2 separate regions of the Arachis hypogaea genome follow, and region 2 is linked to region 1. Evidence: chromatin contacts called from public Hi-C data. All regions are on one chromosome and are shown on one strand. Each heading gives the region's core, a stretch centred on a gene start, on an enhancer-like site or on the middle of the called end of the contact. The rest is flanking DNA. Distances are from core to core; before and after follow the strand shown. Region 1 holds the start of LOC112764742. Region 2 holds the start of LOC112766690 (endoplasmin homolog).

The links. Hi-C and Micro-C count contacts between places; a contact is called where the count stands out from the background.
Region 2: a Hi-C map of leaf shows a contact between it and region 1, with 6 times the contacts expected there. The contact joins the promoter of LOC112766690 here to the promoter of LOC112764742 in region 1. A contact is called at or near these places in 3 of 8 Hi-C or Micro-C datasets (all in leaf).

Annotation. Positions count from the first base shown.
Region 1 is chr17:108,416,790-108,421,898 of arahy.Tifrunner.gnm2.J5K5, reverse strand. It overlaps LOC112764742, which reads left to right and starts at 1,330. Exons shown (of 1, transcript XM_025810504.3): 1 at 1,330-2,094. The coding sequence starts at 1,449. The coding sequence ends at 1,796. It overlaps LOC112764740, which reads right to left. Exons shown (of 21, transcript XM_025810502.3): 17 at 5,026-5,109; 18 at 4,852-4,927; 19 at 4,265-4,413; 20 at 4,073-4,145; 21 at 3,120-3,672. The coding sequence ends at 3,577.
Region 2 is chr17:108,755,103-108,760,208 of arahy.Tifrunner.gnm2.J5K5, reverse strand. It overlaps LOC112766690 (endoplasmin homolog), which reads right to left and starts at 1,343. Exons shown (of 15, transcript XM_025812588.3): 1 at 1,092-1,343; 2 at 831-951; 3 at 565-718; 4 at 393-473; 5 at 159-270; 6 at 1-62. The coding sequence starts at 1,158.

The sequences.
Region 1 (5,109 bases), core at 81-2,580:
ACTTCGGAGTTCAGACCGGCGGAGAGACGAAGAAGACGACCGCGGGCGGCTGGCGGCTGGCAGCTGGCGGCGGTGGCTGGGTGAGTGACACTGTGACAGAGTGGGGTGAGGTGGTGGCGAAGAGGGTTAGCCGTTAGGGGATTAGGGTTGGGGGGAAAAGTGGAAAGTGGAACCTGGGAGTGGGGTTTGGGGGGTAGTGCGTATACGACGAGACTTTTTTTTTTAACCAAAACGACGTCGTTTTGGAAAATGAATAATAAAAAAAAAAGCGCTTCCGAACCGGTCGGTTAACTAGAAATCGCCGGTTTTCCGATTTTTATCAAAATCGGCCTGTTCAATCCGGTTCTTAACGGTTCTCTTCCTTATCCAATCATATCACTCAACCGGACTGGTTAGGAATCCGGTTCACCGGTTTTTTGGTCGAACCGGCCGGTCCGGTCCGATTTTTATAACTATGTCTGTTATACCTCGGCTCAGAAAAACAGGTCAAGCTTGGGGGCTATGATCCGTTACTCAACCCTGGCCTACAACCGCTATAACCTCGGAACCTGGTATAGCTGGCAGATATACTCTCCCCAACGACCTCCCCACTCAGGCCAGTATCATCCCAACAAATCCAAATGATAACAAACCTCAGACCCCGTCAAACCTGCAACAAAGATATGAATAACTGATCCATATAACAAACCACTCAAACAACTCACTATAAAGACTAATGAACTACTGATCTGAAGGTACGCTATTCACTCTGAATATCATCTCTATTACTCATACTCTTACTTACTTGAGCGTTGGAGTCCCTTTATAGGTATCCAACGCCGCCTCCCCACAAAAAACAATGTTCCACTCCCCTTACTCCAAAAAAAACCAGTTCAAATATCATAAGAACGAGCTATACCTCAAAATCTATTTTCACTCATGAATATATTAAAATATAAAAATATATTAAAAATAAATTAAATAATAAATATAATAAATATATAATAATTAACTTTAATAACTATTTTTGTTTGAGAATTATATGAGATTGTCAATTGTGACGCCTAGGAGATATAAAGGTGAAGCCCTTAAATAATGTCACGTCCACGGTAACGTTTTTAGTTTGTGGGTATTTTTGACATTTTGGATAACCGTCAAGGTAATTAATAACTTAATCATAAATGAGTAAGAAGAGCACCAAGAGGGTGGAAATTGGTAAAGATGGTTAAAGATAGGGAAAGCAAACTCATAAGCGACACGTAAGAAGAAATGGAACGACAGACACGTGGAGGGAGATGATTGGTGTTTGAAAAAATCGGCGGGTGGACGACAAGGTAGTGGATCCATTTCACTTTCCTTTTTTTGTTATATTCAATTATTCATTGCAATTCCTAAGAGTTAGAGAGTCACAAAAGCAACGGAATGTGTCTAAGCTAAGCAAGCCAGTAGTTAAAGTCATCTATCTTTTGATGGCGGTATGTGATCTAGTTGTGAGCAACCTGACGATCATCTATGTAGCAGTGATCGCGTGCGTTAAGGCATACGGGCTTATTGTGTGTGGTCAAAGCTTCGGCGGTGGCTTTGTGGTGATTGTGTCCACCACCGTAGTCGCTTTGATCCTTGTGGCCACACTCACTTGGGACGTGTCGCGTAAAGCCACGTGTCCTTTCAGCCGCCGTCATGCTCAGAGCCTAATTAACCACCATGACCATGAGATGTGCAAGGGAGGCATATGCTGGCACGGCGTCGCGGTTAGATCCCCAGCTTCTCACATCCGTTTCAGACTCCCCCAGCAGATTCCTTACGCCGCTTTCTAATACTTCAGTTTCCAAAATTCATAATACTAGTAAAGGTACAGAGAGAGACCAACATATATAAATGTATATCGTTGCTGTTACTACAAGATTTCCGCTTGGATTTTGTTATTATTATTATTATTATTTTGGGTTAGGTATTATATATATGCGGCAGCTTTACCCAATGTTTGGTGTTTGTTCATATTAATTTAGAGTATATATACTTATATACTAATAGCTTTGTGTAAAATGTTGATCGGAGATAGATAGATGGAATTTCATGTGAATAAATAAGAATTTCCATTTTGTTTGGTACCAATGCACAGTGAATTTCAGTTTTGATCTTCAATTTAAAGTCTCTTGGCATTATTTGCTGCGTGATACAGTGAAGGATGTTATAATTAAGAGTGATATGAATGTGGTGCCTGTTGGATGGAGGAGGAGGGAGCAGAGTGGGTAGAGTCATTGGTTGGCGGAGGTGAAAGGTGTGATCACTTCTTCTTGGTAATATACATGTGGGTTTTTGGTAATTGCTCTTCACTCTATTGGCCGAGTAAACTTTGTTTTCTCACGACGAACATTGTGTACAACTTGATTTTATTTATTTATTAATATTTTCACTACGGACATGTTAATATTATTATTGCTTGTCGGAGTGATGGGAAAATGAAATCTACACCTGGCTGGCTAGAGGAGTGAAGGGGGACCATGCTGGTTGAATATATCTAGCGCTTTTCGTATAATATCTCGTTCCTTAAGTAGCCAGCGAGTACACTATAGTCAGTGTATTATATTAGATATTGTGTATAACATTATAAGTGGGTTATTATGTTGTTTTTTATTTTAGTGATGCATCTTATTTTAACTTATTATTCTATTCTGTTCAATAACTTTTATCCAAAAAAATGAAAAATATTTAACAAGTGATGTACGAATTAATAGTTGCGAACAAGTCAAATAAACAATATTAACAATGCTTTTAAGTTTTAACGCTACTGTGTTGAGAATCAGACTGGCAACTAAACCAAAATGCCATATTGACCCACAAAATGTGAAGACACACGGCAACGATGCGGGAAGTAACAACAAAAAAGGCTCCACATAATTAGATAGATGGGATCATATGTAAGCAAAGAAAATTCCTATCAGGAATTTCGTCGGTGACTTCTTTCTGTTTCTATTTCTTCAATCTAACTATATATAATTACATAGTACCCATGCACCGAAGTACCATTCTGATGGTGAGAAACATGATACTGTGCCAATAATTTTCTGACATATTAATAGTTTTCAATAGTGATAATATCAGAAATCAGAAGCTACTTTCATGGAGGTCAAGAATGCTTTTAGCCAAATGGATGCGAGTTCCAACTAATATTTGTAATTGAAACCATACATTGGGTCAGTATTGCACATGTCTACGAAAACATGAATAGATGTACTCTTTTATACACCTAACGTTCAAGGTTCAATGTTAGACTGTGAGTGCTGAAATGACAATCATAATATTCAAATACCAGGGAAAAACATCAGAACATTCATTTTTTCTTTTCTTTTGTCACTCCATTCTTCTTTTTTTTTTTTTTTTTTTTTTTGACACACACTTTAGTCCCTCTCTCGGGGCAGCTTTTTACAGTATTAGTCAAAGGCTTAATTGTGGGAAAGAGCCCAAAACGCCTATTGTAGAAGCAGGGCACAGATATTTATAACCTTCCCCCAAAAAATACATCCTACCGTTTAATGCGTATTAAAAGTGATGAAGGTTGCAGAATTTAGTTCCTTTAGCTCTTTAGTGGTCACGCTACAGATGAGGGTTGTTTTTAGCTTTAAGCAAGCGCAGAAGAGTGATGCTACCATTTGATATTTTCTGATCAATTGCAGCTAACTTTCTTGTCCCCTGCAAACCATACAAATATCGAACCTTACATATATTTTTAGGGTCATTCCAATATAACTATGATGATGACTACGTTAACTATAGTATTTTAAAAAGTATTGTTAAAATTAAAATAATGCTTTTCTATTGTTAAACAATGCTTTTTAAAAAGTGTTTGCTTAAAAAAAAGTATTACCAAAATGAAAAAAAAAAAATATGACTTTAAGTTAACAACACTTGCATAATTACCATAACCACCATAGCATAGTTATACTAGACTCTCTAGTATTCTTAATACAAACTTATCGTATGAACAGAAGTTCAAAACATTGAAAGAGACAAAAAAAACAAAGAAAACAAAAAGCGAATATATAAGTTGGAATTGCAGAGAACCACAGACTACAAGTCTACATATAATCACCTTAAATTTCTCGCTCTCGTCAATATCAAAGGTAAAGTCCCTTGATAACATGGATGACTTAGGCATAAGTGTTCTGATAAAGAGACATAAAATAATAAGATATAATCCGTTAAAATGAAATCCGCAAGCGTGGAACAAAAACAAAACATGGCATGGTTAAACATTGACTCATTAATACAAAAACAAAATTACCTTTTCGGTCTCAGAGGTTTGCAGGAGTTATTGATTCCTATCTCACCACGTGGATCTCCCACAAGGTCACGTGTACTAGATGAAATACCTTCGGGAGAAGATGAATCCAAAACCACGTCTTTGATTAACGATGAAGATGCCAACGATCCCTGAAAATGGATTAAAAGAGGGATGGTTAGTTCATATAACAGCTACTATTCAAAACATACAAGCTTGATTTCCTTTTCCTACATACTAAAGGTTAAGTACATATCATACTAAACTATATGCTTAAACTTCTAATATAGGCGATTTTGAACTTAGATGACCAAGTATAGCAAGCAAGAATTGGATTTGACGGCTCTATTTAGCTAAAATGGAATTGAATTATAGTCTCCTAAAGACAAAATAAGTTTGGCCTCTTTTTCATGCATAAGTTTGACCTTAAGTTTGCATACAGTTGACTTAAATACATAAGTAGAATATAATGACAATGCTTAGTTATTGTCGTTGTCGGTTATTTTACTAACGTAATCATCATCATTAGATTTTCAATTACCACAAATAAACTTGAGGAAATCAATAAATAGAGCACAAATAGTACTCACACATGATTTCTTGATTGCGTCCTCCACCTCCAAACCAATATGATGCCCGGGTTTTGACGAGGAGGCCTGGACTTCCCTATAGAATTAGACAGGAATAAGGAACAAGCGTATTACTTCAAACACAAGAAAGGAAAGCTGGTACCACTAAGGAAGATCATTAGTCACAAGACTAACCGATCTGATTTCTCAGAATCTGCTTGTATACAAGGAGCGCCAGACATAGGCTTTCCATCTGACTCCTCAATTTTATCTGATTTT
Region 2 (5,106 bases), core at 94-2,593, 340 kb before region 1:
ACCAACTCCAAACTGCCCAATAAGATTGAGATCACCACTTGATTGCATTTTCTCAAGAAACGCTGCATGTATGGATAGTTTTCAGTTAATGTATTTGCTCCTTAGAAATGGGAATTCTGTCAGTTAAGGCCATAAGCCATAAGCTATATCATATATACCTGAGGTTCCAGATTTTGCTATGGTCCCCAAATTCTTTATTAAATCCTCCTTTGTCATACCAATACCCCTGTCTCGGATGGAAAGGATTTTCTTCTCCTTGTCCAACTTAATCTGTCATTTCACCACAAGCAGTAAAATGTCTAAGTAACAAACATATAAATAAACCATGTAAACGACAGTTGTGCTAATATATTCATTACTTAGACATAATGTCAAACATTTGTAGTGCTAACCTGGATTTCGAGCTTGGCAGTATCACCTTCCCCCAGAATCTCCTTATCGGTGAGAGAGAGAAACCTAATCTTGTCCAGCGCCTAAAATAATACGACGGGGAGCTTTCATCATCAACAGAAAATTGAAGTCTAAGATTATCGAAACGCATTGCATAAGAGGAAATGTGCTTACGTCAGAAGCATTAGAGATCAACTCCCTGAGGAAAATATCCTTGTTGCTGTAGAGAGAGTTGATGAGAATATCCATAAGCCGAGAAACTTCGGCCTGGAACTCAAACTTCTGCGCGTTGTTGCGAAGAGATCTCTTCGAGATCGACTCCGCCTCCCTAAGAATCACACAAACACACATTTTCAATCACCAAATAATGGGTTAACCAAAAACAAAAGCAAAAATAATATTAACAGAATTGAAGAAAACAAAATTATAATATGAAGCACCTCTTGGCGACATCTGAATCTGTGGAAAGACCGTTAGGAACGGCACCGATCTTGTCCTCAACCTTAGGTGGATCTACAAGCTCGTCAGAATCAGCTTCGGCATTTGCCTGAAGCTTGCGACCTATCCAAACATCGTAAATCAGATTCAAATTTAGAAATGCTAAGAAGTAGAAGAGCTAGCTAGCTGGTACGGAACGATTAGCAACAACAGAGAGCAGAAAAGAAGAAGATGAAGAAGTGCAATGAATGAAGATGGCTCGCCTTGATCTGCAAATAGGAGGAGGAGAGAAAGGAGAAGAAGAGCGGAAGGGAGCGTCCACTTCCTCATCGTAGTAGCTAGCTTTGTTTCTAGTACCTTCTTCGGCTTTGCACACTTCTACCAGTGCAGTCACTCTTCTCAGGTTCGTTATATACTTGGGTTTTGCATTGCTACCGTGATCGTTACGAGGACTTGTGACACGAGGCTCTGACTCGCTCCATTTTGCCACCGTGGATGATCTGACGGTTGAAGATGTGGTCTCGAAACGTGGCTTGGTTTTATTGGCTTATTCTGTTTCCCTTGACGTGGAGAACGTCAATGTTGTGGACGACCCTACGGAACGACTTGTAATTCCAAGTCTACGATCAATTTGATTGGCAATGCCACTGCCTCTTGTGAAACGTGGCACCAAGTTATTGGTTCGAGGTTCCAGTTTTTCTGTATACGTGGCAATTTCTGGTGGCCTTAGATCTGCATGGATTTCACTAACATTATTTTTCTCCATTATTTTAACTAGTGTAATAATTCGTATCATGTATAAAAAAATTTATGTATATATAATTATAAATTAATTGAAACAAATTTAAAAATAACGGTTGATAACTATAAACATAGAGAATATTTTGGAAAGTGAATAAAAGATATATAATAATAATTTAATATAATTAAAAGTTATAATTAATAATATTATATATACGTATGGTTGTTAAATGTTTATATATAATGGGAAGTAATTAATTTATGTAGTTAAAAGAAAGTTTTTAAATGATAATAAAAAATAAATTTGTTTATGTATATATATTTTTATAATGTTCTAAACCAATATGTGAATTGAATAATAAGAAATAAATGGTTAATCTGATATAATTTTATTAATGATATAATTCAGCAATAAAATAAGATATAAATTTAAGATATATTTTAGAAGATTTTTTTGTACACAATATTTATTGTTGTTGAAGTAGATATATATGTGTTATTTTGAATCAATACTCTTAAATCTATCTTAAATTTAACCTTTGATAAAATAATATATAGTTATTCGTGTGTAAAAATTGGTTTGGGTAAATACAACCTAATTGTGTTGAGAGTCTGTCTTTATGACTTGTTAATGGTCATTGCAAATGAGATGAGCAATGAAAATTGCCTTCTTTGGAATCTGAAAGATAACGTTGGATTATTAGGAATCATGTTCATGCGAAGTATTAGAACAACATCTTCTACTTTATCCCCAGTCAAAATAACACACTATATTACATGATTACCTAATCTCCTTACCTGTAATCTTGTACCATTGCAAAATCCATTAAATTAGTCAATATTTTTTAGTAACATAACAGGAACACCTACTTTTAATATAAGTTCATGAGGTGATAACTCTAAGCAGTTAATGGCATTTAGTACGTTAAGAGTAAATGTATTAAGTTCTGACTCCATGCTACCTTTTTCAACGCACATGGAGTCAGAACTCAAATAAACTTTCTCGTCGGATTCAATATACTTTATTATATAATTATTTACCCCGTGCACAATATCTAGTGTAAGAGCAAGAATGGTTCTCTCCTTAAAAAAAAGTTGATTGTTGTAAATTAATAAGTATACCAGGATATACAAATTTAATGATATTGTCAAAGCCATCAGCACTGTCCTTGATTAGAATCTCTTCTGGAATATTGACTTCAAACTCACCATCAATTGAATCTCCTTCAAGACCATCACCAATTCTAAGAAATCATTAAGCAAATTGTTTGATTTTAATAGACTCAGATTCAGGCACACCAACGCATATTCTGAGAAAGAGTAATTACTTTGTACGATGACCACAGATAAGATGAGTTAACTATAGCTTGTACAATATCTTTTCTAGATCCCATATTTATAACAGGTATAATCTGTCTAAAGTCACCTCCAAGTACGACTACCTTACCAGCAAAGGGTAAGTCTTCATTGTATGATGATGAAGATCTAAGTATGTCTTTGAAAGACTTGTCGAGTACTTCATAACAAATCTTATTTAGCATTGGAGCCTCATTCCATATAATAAGCTTTGCTTTGCAAATCAACTTAGCAAGTGGAGACCCTTGTTTTATACTACATATAGAATCTTCATTAAATTCCAAAAGTATCTTAAACCTAGAATGAGCTGTATGGCCTTTTAGAAGCAAAAGAGATGCAATTCCACTTGAGGCAATATTAAGAACAATTCTCCTTTGACTCGAATAGCTACAGAAAGTGCCCTATATAGAAATGTCTTACCTGTTCCACCATAATCATATATGAAGAAAAAACCACCAAGGTTATTATTCATGGCTTCGATTATTCTATGAAAAGCATTTTATTGTTCACAGTTCATTTGGGACAACATAACTTCTAATTAGTTCCTTAGGGCAACAATATCAAAGGTTAGCTCGTCAGCTATTATCCGATCATCCAAGCCATCAATGATATCTAAATCAGGGAGAGGAATGCCATTAAACTCCCTAAGTGACCTACCATTAGCTTGCAACATCATCACAACCTTTGAAAGAGTCATATTCAATAGTTGATCATCACTAAGTTGAATATCTAAAATGAAGATAAAAAAAAGTTGTTAAGCAATTAATGAGGTATTTTAAGATAAAAAATATTATTTAATCTTATAAGCAAAATTGATTTAACATGTTGAATGATATACCTGGATTAAGTGTTGAAATTCTATATGAATATAATAAATCTTCAGATAATTGTTGGTAGCACTGCTGTCATACCAATTCAGGTCTAGATATGTTATTAGAAATCAACAACACAACAAACAGATTTCGTAAGTAGTTTCCAGATGCCCAAGTGCTTGCTTCTAGAATTGCATAAACAAATTTCTTGTCATCTTCTAGGAATTCCAAAGCATAACATGTTTTCTTGAATGAGTTGTATACCACACCATCCACAGTATGTAAATCAGTAAATCCCATGCATCCTCTTTGTATGTTTAACAATATTTTCATGTAATAATCCTCACCGTTACCACGTGGAACATGAGTCAGCCGTCTAATAGAAAAGTCTTGTTTGCGAGGAAACCACATGCATGAATCATCTTTCCATACAAATTTTGTAGAAAACTTGTTGTATGTTAAAGATCTAGCAAAAGGATACTCACGATTAGCCAACATCCAAACAGCTAACTTAGTAACCTTACCATTTACACATTGAATAACATTAGCAATGTTCTCATGGTCATTGAAAACAACTGGTTGCTCGTCAGGTAGGTGGAATGGTAGACGAATCACTGCAGGTTCTTTAAGCTGAATCTCATAACCAAATATCCTCCAAGCTACCTCACATGCAGAAATGTAACGACAATCATAGTAGTTACGTATCTCATCTACAACTTGTTGAGGAGACTGATCACCAGATGTTTGGTAAAATGAGGCAGTAACCCTATCATTACTCTTGTGGACATACTTGAATAAATATTTAATAGAAGAAGTCTGATATGTTGCTCCACATTAATGTGACAACCATACTTTTAGAGTAGATCAGGATTGTATGGTACAATATAAGAATTATCCAGAACTGCATTCTTCTTAGTTATTGTATGACCATTATCCACCCTTTTAAACTTTGGGAAACCACTCTCGTCAATAATACTTCTATTCCTAAATGGCTTTGGAAAAAAACTTAGAGCACATTCCATTTAGCATGCATGGACTACTAATGTTGTGCCGCCCACACGGACCATGAACCATGAACTTCTTAATAGCTGCATAAAGTCTAGGCATGTTAGTCTTATAAGGAATTTTAGCTGATATCACGCAGTCAATATCATTGGGTGATTTAGGCTTATATTGTGGTTGCATGAACAACAGAATGTGAGCATGTGGTAAACCTTGTTTTTGAAATTCAACTGTGCACACATCTGTATAAATAATTGACATCAAAATATGAACAAAAAAGTATAAGAATAATATATATATATATATATATATATATATATATATATATATATATATATATATATAACTTACATGCAGAAATATTGCC